2 separate regions of the Anser cygnoides genome follow, and region 1 is linked to region 2. Evidence: chromatin contacts called from public Hi-C data. All regions are on one chromosome and are shown on one strand. Each heading gives the region's core, a stretch centred on a gene start, on an enhancer-like site or on the middle of the called end of the contact. The rest is flanking DNA. Distances are from core to core; before and after follow the strand shown.

The links. A called contact is a pair of places that touch in the nucleus more often than the background predicts.
Region 1: a Hi-C map of liver shows a contact between it and region 2, with 4 times the contacts expected there. The contact joins the promoter of SLC25A13 here to the promoter of PDK4 in region 2. A contact is called at or near these places in 2 of 7 Hi-C or Micro-C datasets (both in liver).

The regions. Positions count from the first base shown.
Region 1 is chr2:26,977,258-26,982,853 of Taihu_goose_T2T_genome, forward strand. SLC25A13 (solute carrier family 25 member 13) reads right to left here and starts at 1,338. Exons shown (of 18, transcript XM_066991743.1): 1 at 1,236-1,338. The coding sequence starts at 1,247.
Region 2 is chr2:26,649,571-26,655,549 of Taihu_goose_T2T_genome, forward strand. It overlaps PDK4 (pyruvate dehydrogenase kinase 4), which reads right to left and starts at 1,513. Exons shown (of 11, transcript XM_013183478.3): 1 at 1,268-1,513; 2 at 468-609. The coding sequence starts at 1,427.

The sequences.
Region 1 (5,596 bases), core at 88-2,587, 330 kb after region 2:
AACACTAGCTATGTATACAGCATTTTAAAAACATATTTGAGTAGTATAGGTTCATTTGGATTGCAGATTACGAACTGCTTTGTAGAGAGGAAAAGATGATGTAGGAAAAAAACCGCAGATGTTTCATAAATTGAGTGAACTGAAGACTCAAGTGTTTTTACAGCAAGAGTTTCATGATGGAACTGATACGCTGTGCACATGGACCAGCGGGCAACTAATAATAATAATAAAAAAAGCATGATAGGACTGCTAAGATTCTCTAATAACAAACATTAGGTTGGGGGGTGAGTATTTCATATACCATGGCAAAGAGGAATCGTGTACTGTCCAACCCCCTAAAGTAGGATGTATTTCAGACAAGCCAAGTTCTCAGAGAGCTGGATGTCGCCCGGAGCAGCTCTGTCACGGACTTACTGAATGGGACCCGGAGCGTGGATCTCCAGCCAGTGTCTGAGCATGCATGTGTTTGCTTGGCTCTGCCGCTGCAAGCCTTACTTTTTGATGTTTCTTCAATTTAAGTGTCATCACTGGCTTCAACAAGAGCAGGACGAGAGCTGCTGTTTGTTTTTTTTTTTTAAACGTCTCTGTATTCAAAACCAGATGTATTGGCTACATGGTGTTTTATGTAAGTCAGGCCTAGCGAAACAGCAGTGCCACAGCTAAATCTGCCATTAGAGTACCTACTTTCAACGCGGCCTTCACCCATTAGCTGCTAGCTAACTGCCTTTTGGGGGGGGGGGGGGGGGTGGAAGCGTGTTATTAAAGACCCGATTAAAACATTTCGGGTATTTATTCTCCTGGAGCGGCACGAGGGCCCACCGCGAAGGTAAGCGGCCGCCCGGTGCAAGAGGGAGAAGCGGAACCGGCGGCGGACCGCGCGCGGCAGCGAGGAGGGGCCGGCTCCCGGCACAGCTGAAGGGCACAGGAGGCGAGCGGGGGCTGCCGCTGCGCGGAGGCCTCAGCGCGGGCAGCACCGGGCCGGGAAGCGACCGGGCCCCGCCGCGGCTCCCTGGGCGCCCTGCGGGGCCGCGGAACCGCTCGGGGCCGCCCCCGCCGCCATCCCCGTCCCGCCGCAGGCCTGGAGCCGGGCGCCCGGCGGCCTCCCCCGCTCCCCTCCTTCCCCTCTGCCCTTGCCGGCGCCGCGCTCCGCCGAGGCCGGTGCCGAGGCGGCGGCCGGCGGGCTCCCTCCGCAGCCCCTTCCCCGCCGCCCAGCCCGCCCGCCCGCGGTGCCTTACCTTGGCAGCCATGCTGTGCCCGGCGCAGCCACCCCCTTCCTTCCCTTCCCTCCCCTCCCTCCTTCCCTTCCGACCGCGGCAGGCAGCTTCCCCGCCTGCGCACCAGCCCGCCAGCGCCGGCCGTCAGCGCTCTGCCAGGCACGGCGCTCGGCCCATTGGCTGCACGCCTCGGCCCGGCTCGGCCCGGGGCTGCCCCGGGGAGCGGGGCCCGCGGGGGCCGCCTCAGGCTCACCGCCGTCCTCGTAGGGAGCGCAGGCTTCGCCTTCGGCTTCCCGTTTATTTGGCTCCTCGCTGCTGCCAAGGGGCTGGGAGGCCCGGACAGCTGCTAGAGAGAGGCCCCGATAACTTTTTGGTCCGTTACCGACCCCAGCTTTTAGTCCCGGGGCATTTTTCGGCTGTGCTCGGAGGGAGGACGCCAGGACGAGCGGCTGAAGGATGCCGTCCCAGCGCGCAGCGCTGTGGCAACCATGTTGGCACGGCTCCTCTCGACAGCCCCGCTCTCCTGTCCCGAGCTTTCCCTGCCCATGAGTCAGACAGGCTGCTGTTTGAAGGATGTTTAACTCAGCTGCCGTATCCCAAGACTTTAGTCAGAGGTGTCCTGAGAGCGAGAGAACCAACAGAATTTCATCGATACAGTTTTAGAGCCTAGCTCTGGACGTGACATGCAAGAATTTCGCTGATACGGTTTTAGTGCCTGGCTCTGGACGTGACGTGCAAGCACCCCAGTGAGAATCAGCGGCTGTGCCCAGAACGACCACAGGCACGGCATGCTCGGCCTCGCAGACGGCCTGCACGCTGCCTACAGCCAGCCTGCCGGGCCGGGTTTGGCTGCACACCGTTTGGCAGCACACCATTTGGCACGCCGGCCCCAGCCGCCATGAGGGCGATCGCTGGCCCTGCCGATGCCTGTTCTCACTGGCTTCGTGGCCTCTGGCTCCTGGGGAAATTTTAGGCTGGCCGCAGGTGGGTAGTGCAGGCAGAGAACTTGACACATGCATGAAACTAACATCATATAAACCAGAGCAATTAACCCTTGAATTGATTGTCGTCAATTGTCTTAAAGTGAGACAACAGAGAAATGAAAGGGACTCATAAACTCATCTGCCCTTCCCCTCTATATATCTTTGGAGGATGGCTCTTTTACTTCATCTGTTTTCCGTAAATTAATGACTTTTTGATTTTCAGCAAATGTTACAGTCTTCTGTGTACCTGAGAAGTTTCTTCCATCACCTGTGAGACCTGACAGCGTACCTCCTTTACTTCTCAACAGTCTTCCAGTTTCTGCTTGTTGTCAAACCCTCCCACTTGCTGGATTCTCTCCCTCTTCTGCCTGTCCTGCATCCTTGTTCCTGCTGCATGTGCACAGCTCTCTCTGAGAAAGCCCAGCCTTTCCCTTCTTCCTAGTTCTCTCTGACCTAGAAAACAGCAGTCAGGACACAGCAGTCTTGGAGCCCTCCTCCAGCCACACCTTTTCAAGTGAACACAAAGAACAGATTATGTAGTTTCTATCTGCAAACCACTGGATGAATAAATACTGTCACCTTGTCACAAATGAATAGATAATAGCAGTCCATTTATAAGCAACAAAAACAATCTCAGATTATTTTAATAATGCCACTAAGGAAGCAAAAATTACAGAGAGAAAAAAATAGCATAACAATTGTCTTAGAATACAAATATAACATTCTGTGAATATACAGAAACAAGGATATTTAGATGCAAGGCTGAAAATCTGTCCTATTGAGCTTTATTTTTGTGAAAACACGCTTCAATGTAATGTTTTTTTCAAAACTGAGACAGCTAAGAAAATTCCTACAGTTCTCACATTATACTGCCACATGGTCTTGAGCCCATTATCAAGGAAAAACACAAACAACCTGCATATGTTTCAAGTAGACTGGCGGTAATAGTCAAAGAAGTAAATAAAAAGCAGTGACTCTGGAAAGCCTCTTTCAACTGTTCCCTAAATGTGACAGCACCCAAGCTCTTCTAGCACTTCATTTCTCAGTCTTTCAGAGCTCTGAGTGCCTGAAGTCCTGAGCAAGCCTTCAGCAGCGTCTTGGTCGTGACAAAGCTGGAAGGTCATTGCCTACCTTGTATGAAAACCTGAGTGCAATCAGCATAAAGGTTTCAGCAGGTATCTGTCCACGTCTAATGCACATGCACAGGCCCAAGTTCTTTATCTTCCTATAAAAGGCAGTGAAGTCTAATGTTCGCTTTTGAAATGGCATGTGATATGGCTGTGGTAGATTACAGCATTCTCTCTGGCTGCATAAGCAACTTGTTTTCAAAGTCCTCCGTTGACTTAGGTTAGATTCAGACCCATGTTTCATATTCCTTTCAGTATGTTTTAACCACAAAACCATAGACTGCTCTAGGGAATAGAGGAGGAACATTTATCATTCTTTTTAGCGAAGCTGTGTCATTGTACGGAAGAGAATCCAAGATCAGCTGGATCAGAGAGAAGCATGATTATTCTGTGTGGTAAGATGTGATGAGGGTAGAATTCTGAGTCAGTTTTCACAAAATATATAAGTATTTCTCGAAGAAGTTAGGAGGTCATGTCTCCTGTCTCCTGAATAAATGGCTTTTTCTGTTCTTACTTGTAATAGTTATAAGACACAGCACACGATCACACCCAGGCTCTTCTCTTCAACAGGACACAACCCAGAGTTATGGTCCTTCTTGTGCCCTCTTCTGATATAGGATATCTTGAATTTGTTTATACGTATGGGGACAGGTTCTGCAGGAAGATCTGTAGCTTGTTTCCAAAGTAAGTCACAACCTAGTATCTGGCCTCTGTCCATGAGCTGAAAAATTAGGCTTTGGTTGTTTACTTGTAGAAGAGAATGAGAGCTGATTCGCTTTTTGGTGTGTAGTAGGTTATTATGTAACAGGGCAAATGTATCTTACTTGGCACATAGGATTTTGCTGAGTTTATTGAAGATCACCCTGCAGAGACTGACAGCCTGGTACTCATAGGGGTTTTTTTTAGTCTTCATAAAGGACTGATCTAAGTATACGCCATACGATCCGCATTTTTTATTGATTATAAAGCAGAGCTCAGACTGCTAGCTGTTTTGCAGCTTACTCTGACATTCATTATTCTTTCTATGATGTCCCTTGCAATGTCCTGAATTTTGCGATGGCAACTAGATGCCTAAGCTATAGGCATTGCAGTATGTATCCTAAAGGCAAGAAAGTCTCTTATTGGTTCTGTGAAGATCTGGAAATAACTGGATGTGGGAAAATCTGATCTGGAAAAATCTGAGTGCACCAAGTACCTCAGTGAAAAACCAAGGTAAAGCAAAGACTGACCGAAGACCCTCAAGACTATTACTAAGCTGTTTTCCTCAGTATACCTTCTGTCTGTCCCACAACATAGTAATTTTCTTCCAGATGGCTTCTTTTGTGTTATATTATACATACAGTAGCACGAATAGTATGGTGCATATTAACTTACCACAAAACTTGCACCGAGTATGTCTTCCTGTAAGTACAGCTTCTACTAGAAATAATCAAATGGCCTCATTCCTCGTGGCAAAGACCTAAGCTTTCAAAAGAAATGGGCACAATTGATTCAAGGTTTTCCTGAGCAGATTTTGCCTGAATAGTTCTTAAAAATCCTTACGGATTCCTTTCTTTCAGTGAAGCCTCTAGGACATGAAGCAGCATCTCCTTCCTTAGGTTAAGGGTTTGATTTTTTTGTTGTTGTTATTTGGTTGTGGGTTTTCTTCCCTCCTGTTTTTAGTTTCTTTGTGTTTTATTTTGTTTTGTTTTGTTTTTAATCAAGGACGTCTGGCTGGTGTGAGTTAGCACATCAGTCTAGTGAATCTTAGCCAAGAATCTGTGCTCACACAGTAGGCCTAACCCTGAGAATTTTCTAATAAAATCCAGTATGACTCAGTCTGAATGAATCATTCACAGTCCTTTCTCTCTTTGCAGAATATTCACAGCAGATCATGATTTCTTCACATATATTTGCTGTTCTTCAGGTTATTTTATAATGTTGTCTGAAGATTGTCATTGCTTTTTTTTTTTTTTTTTAACACACATATTTTTAATTTAAAGCCTGCTGTTTATCTGTGATTGCCGAGTAGGTCAGCCAAACATATTGTTTCTTGTCCCTTAGAACGTAAGATTTTCAAATACTTTCACATTCCTCTTTAAAATTCATTGTCTTATTGGTGTTCCCGTGAGTGAAAAACCAAATTGGTCATTTAAATAGTTCAAGGAAAAGTGAACATAAAAGCAGCACACATGAGTAGGGATTTGTTTAAAAATCCATACAAATGGTAGTATATTTTCATGTCTTTCCCATCTCAAACTATGACGCTGTCCCCCACTGAGTGCCTTCCGTC
Region 2 (5,979 bases), core at 263-2,762:
CCAATCACTCTGTCAACCACAAAGTGAACGTTAACTGAATTCTAAGCTGCATCGGCCAAGGCAATTTGCTACAGAAGTTCTGCTAGCAATTCCATCAGTGAGAGACCCAAACAAGAATATAGCCAGCTCTTCCATTTCCATGTAACTCTGAGGGTCTGTGCATGTTATGTGAGAATAGAGCACTGTCTTCTCACTTCTTAAAAAGTGGAAAGAAGTTTGTTCTAACAGCAAGCTTTAAACTGTTAAGTTAAGAGATGTTTTAAAAACAACAACATGACCATATTGGGTTTTCAATTTAATTTTAGCATGCTACTCAAGTGTAGAACAGCTTGCAATTAAGCTTTGATGAATGAACTGCATTTCTAGTTTATTTTGTTACTGTCGTCTGTTATTCAAAATAGTCTATGACAACAAAGTTGTTGGAGCTGTGTTATTCTACGGGCCCAATTCAAGCAGTTCTTACTTACCAGCTTTTTACTAACTGCACTGATGGCGTGCTTAGCAATTTGTCGGGGAGAAGATCGATTTCCCTCAGTATGTTTGCAAACCTCACGGGAAGTTCTTGTCTCAGAAAGGCAAAAGAAGTTCTCTCGCATCCATTAGTTGAGCCTACAAAACAAATCCAACCAAATAAAATGTTTTGTGTTGGGGGAAAAAAAGAAATCACAAGTATAAATTGTTGTCTTTCTGCAGACTTGAGGACTACAATCCTTTGCAATCATCATGCTACTACTAGCCAGATCTCCTGCGTGTGGGTTTGCAGCACAGCAGGACACCGCCCATCCCCGGGAGGCATGTTTGTAGGTTTCCCGTTTTGACAGGGGGACTTCGTAATCCTCCGGGAGAGCCGCTGCAGCCCTGTAAACACGGGCTCCTTCAGGACAGCGCCGCGTGAGAGCGGGCTCGGCGGCTGCCAGCAGGGAAACGGGAGCCGGGTACAGGCTGTTCGCTCGGCCGGGACAAGCCGCACGCCTCCTCCCGGACAACGCGTGCCGCTCGGCACGAAAACATCCATCAGCCGACCTCGCTGCTGTTGTCCCCCCGCCCCCAAATCCCATTAAGGGCCCCAGAAGAGAGCCGCAGCCCAGCTCCGGCGCTGACGCGGGCCGGCATCGCCTGGCAACCGGCGCGGAGCCCTCGGAGGGCGCCTGAGGAGAGGGGTGGCGGCGCCTCCCCCCACCCCCGCCACCGCTGCCACCCGCCCGGCCACCCAGCCACCCACCCCCCCGGCCCCAGGGCGAGCTCGGAGCGGCTCCGGGGCTCTCACCGAAGTCCAGCAGCTGCTTGATGGAGAGCGGCGAGGGGGAGAAGCGGGAGAACTGCTCCACCTCCCGCGGCAGCCGGCTGGCGCTGCCTCGGCTGGCGCTGCCTCCGGCCGCCCCTGCCAGGGGGGCCGCGCTGCGCAGGGCGATGCGGGCCGCCTTCATCGCTGCGAGGGGTCGCTCGGGATCGCTGGGGATCGGTTGGGATCGCTCGGTTGGGATCGGTCGGGCTGTAGCTGCCCTGTGGCGAGCGGCTGCAGCGCCGCCCCTAAGTAGAGCCCGCGGCGGGCGGGGCTCCGGCAGGCCCGGCCCCGCTGCCCATGACGGGACATCCCCTCACGGGCGGCTCGTGACGGCCGCTGGCGGAGCTCCCTCGGCCCCTGGCACCGAGCCCCGGCCGCTGACCTTGGGTGTGTGGGGCCGGGGCACGGCCGGGGAGGCTCCGGGAGGCCCCCGAGGGGCGGCGGGCCGGGGGGTGCTGCCCTGCTGCCGGCCCTGAGGGCACGCTGGTGGAGGGGATAACCAAACGGGGAGCCACCGGGAGGTGTGCAGGCTCCTTCGGTGCTCTAAATGCAGGGGGTACTGCGGGTGTTAAAAGTCCCGGCTCTGTGTGGAGAGTACACTGAAGCACGAAGGGAGCAAAAGTAGATCCTAAGCACACAGTTTGACATGTAGGTCATCGCCATGACCTGGGTTAGCAGTGACCAAATACCTGCAGACAGCTGCTTTGGTGATGCACTGGCTGCAAATCGCCAAGTGACCCTTATTTACTCTTTCTAGAGCTGACCTAATAATTGATCGGCTGAACCACTCTCTCACTATTAGTTTATCTTCCAGGGTCACAGATGAGCTGGGAAAAGTCTCAACAACTTTCCTCTTTAGTGGAAAGAGAACCTGGAAGTCCAGCATTGCCTGGGATTTTCCCAGGCCGTTGGGTCTACGTCACCAAAGACAGAGTTTGCATAGCGTAACTTTCAGCAGAGGAGTTCCTGACATCCCGAATCTCTATCATTAACAGCAGGACCATGTAACGATAAAACAACAATACAAAATAATCTAGCTCTAATACACACATATAACTTACCAGTCCGATTGTAATATATATGTTTATAGACAGTGCTGTATGCATGTTTGTATACATATACACAAATATGTATGCTTTTTCATGGGAAGCAAGACACATTCCTAAAAAGAAATCCACATACTTTAATATGCAGTGGAAAACACTTTAGCTTATCACTGGATATGTTTTTGAAGCTTTATCTCGTTTTTGTCTTCCTAGTCATTACATCTATTATCCCTGCCTAGTGTTCTACTTCCCTAGTACTCGCTGGTTTATTATTTTATTGCTCCCCATAGGGTAATTGCTCTGTTATTTTTCCAACAGGTAGATCAGGTTTTACCACAGAGGTAGAATGTTGGCATATGAAATGTGAAATAAAGCAAAATAAAGACACCTAATGATAGCAAACATAACCTTTCTGATTTTTCTTGTGTTTGCCTGAAGTTGAAAATCTGGGAAAGGATGATGGGGTTTGCTTTTGACTGCTTTAACTTTGCTTGCCTGCAAGTTCCAGATGACTCTTGAAGTGAAAATATCCCACAAAGTTGTTTTAATTATGGAGCATGGGTATGACAGCCCTTTTTTTGCTTTAGGTTTTTCCTAAAGCTACTAATGAAGGCAAAGCAAGAATCTCAGGATTAACATTTTGCAATAAAATCTAAGTTAAGAAAATCCTCTACACTAGGTAGTTATTCTAATTTATAAGGTCACTGCTTCTGTTCCTATTGAGATACTTTATTTTAATTTACTGGCTGGTGACCCTGGTTAGTATAAGAAACTTGAATTACCTTTTGAGTAGACTTACTACGCTCTCTATTCTGAATAGAAGAACGTTTATTAGAAATAATTCTAAATATTCTCATAATAATTATTCTCAGAATAATTCTCATAGTTTTTCTGGTAGTTAAATGTCATAAGGGATGAACAAAAATCTTGCATGCTCAGTTTAGCTCGTAACAAACAGTACAACTGTAGTTGCAGGAAATATAGGAAACGTTGCCTTCCTCAATTAGTGAAAGGGCAAGGCTCCAGTAACTCAAAACTTGGAAGCTTTTCAAAACAAAACAAACTTCTACAAGAATGTTATATACCAGCAGCCCAACAACTAACAGAGCTTTATTACTCTGGAAGAAGTGTGTCTCCTTCATAATGCAAATTTGCTTCTCACTGTATATGATAGGTCATACGTTGCAGTAGCTTCTGAGCAATACAACTTTTCACTCATGTAAACAGAAATAATACATTCGGGACACAATTGCTTGAGTATTGGCCAAGAAAGCTAATTTTTATGTGTGAAGATAACACTGTATGGGGATTCATTGTCAGCCAAGCTGCATGTCAAGAAGACTAGGCTGTGAAAGTTGAACCAGTTCAAATAACTCTGCCATCTGTCCCAGCTAAAGTACTGTTTGTTCTCACTTTCTTTCCTCCCTAAACCACCATTTCCCTCTCCTCATGAAGCCCCTGTGCACATGACAGCTATAAGTGCTGGTGTCAGGGAACAGCATTTTGCTAGTGAGGAACAGTGTCAGATTCTAACTGCAGCATTCATTGGATATGGTCTAATTTCTGCTATTTTAATATTTTGTTTCTCTTCTTCTGAACTGCCCTGGGGCGTGTTTTGAAAGGCAATAATAATGCTCTCCGTCACTCAGTCACAGCCTAGCCAGTTTTGCTGACTATCCTAAAGGAAATGGAGCTATGTGAACACTGCTTTTTTAGCACAACAGTGAGGTCCAGACCAGTCAAATGATTGACGTGTGGATTCCTGTCCATTTGTCCCCTAAATGCCATCCATTGCAATCAGCTGTGTCCCTCCTCTATTTTCCGTATGCCATCCGGGTGCCGGAGACACAACGTGCTGCACTTAGGTCAGAGCAGTGTTCCTGGCAAGCCAGGATACGTGACAAGTGGCTGTGCTGCTGGTGTCTGATAGAAGGTCTCTTGGCTGTTTTTACCTTACCTTTTCTTCTGGGGTGACACAAATTTAAGGCTCTTCTCCCTAACCCAGCTGCCAACGAGTGCTAGAAGCACAACGTGCTGTTCTGGCGTGACACCTCTCCTGACCAGCCAGGATATGTGTGATGACAGCTGGCGGGGTTGCTGCTCTTTAGCAGAACGAGCTTTGGATGAGTTTCTCCTGCCTTTTCCTCAATGTGGACCAAAATGTGAATCCCTCCTCCCTAAACCCTCTGCCAGTTTGCACAGTTAGTGGGAAGGCAATTATCTGTTCAGATTTGGCTGCAATGGGCCAGTGGTTAGGAGGGCTGGTTGGCCAAACGGGTCAGCAGGCAACGCTGAAGTTCTGAAGTTCTTCCCCTTAGGGAACCAGAGGAACCTCCCCACATCTTCTAGGGACAGAGACGGCTTCTAGGTCAGCATTTTTAAGTAAGGGTAAACAATGACCCAGCGTGAGCGGTATGTCAGGGTGGAAACTAACAGTACCACTAGGAAGTTTTGAATGTAAATGGAAGCAATGGTCTGGTGACTGAAGGGTGTGAGTTGTACCTCAGCACTCCGCGAAATTTCCAGCAGCACTGCGGGCACAGGGCTCCCCCCCCCCCCCGCACTTACGCGATGGGATTGATACTTTAATCCGGCGACACGTTTGTGTTCTAAATATTTATGCGTTCCACCGGGTGGAAAAAAAAGTCAGAAATAGCCCCGCAAACAAGGGTCATATCTTCCTGTTCTCGTCTTTCTATCGGCCGCCAGGAGCTGCCGAGGGCTCCCGGCCCGACCGAAATAGCAGAAGTAGGTGAAAGTTTGCGGCGCGGCACACAAACAGGCTGACGGGCCAGGCCCTGCCGCCGAGTTCAGTGAGGGAAAGGTCGTGCTGCTCCGGCGCTTGCGCCACCTCATATCTCCCAAAAGTCAAGAGTACAGTAGCTGGATCGCTTTCCTCCCGCGGCGCTGGCCGGCAGCCTGCCCGCAGCTGTAAACAGCCTTCAGCACGCCCGTGGCAGCTGGGCGGCCCCAACTGGGAGACACCCTGACTTCTGGTCGTCATTCGTGTCTGAAACGTTGCGTTCGCCGCTTCAAAATCAGGGGGAAGGGCAGCGGATTTTCCAAATTAGCATTTGGAAAACGTAGCGAGAGACTCGCATGCGATGAGCTGTAGGTGTTTCAAAGTGAGGGTAAGCATAGCAAAAAGAGGGAGAAAACAATCTTGGAGTGTAGCTGTACCTCCAGGAAAAAGTCCAGGACACAAACAGCAATAAAACATGACTCGCTCCAAGTACTTATGCTGAAAAGCTTGTCACTAGGGCACGTTGAATTCAGGAGGCTGCTGACTTGGTGAGAGAATAGCAACCTTCAGCCAAGAACCCCTCTGCAGAGGGAAGACGGGTGAATTGTCAGGTGGGCTGGGGATGATCTAAAGTATGTAGTTAGACAAAAAATGTCCTTCTCTAGCCTCAGCTGGCTACCTTAGCAGTTCCTGTGGAAGAACATGTGCCATCATCTATGAGAGCTGCTGACGAAGAAAGGAAAAAAAAAAAAGGAAAGGCACCATCAGGACAGCCGCCGGTCTGGGCTGAGGCTGCCTTTACTCTGAACAGCCCTGCCCTGAAGAAGAGCTCCTGGGGTGCTCTTTGCTCACAGCAAGTCAGAAAAAGTGAATGATAGCAGGGGAATACAACTTTTAAGCCCCAA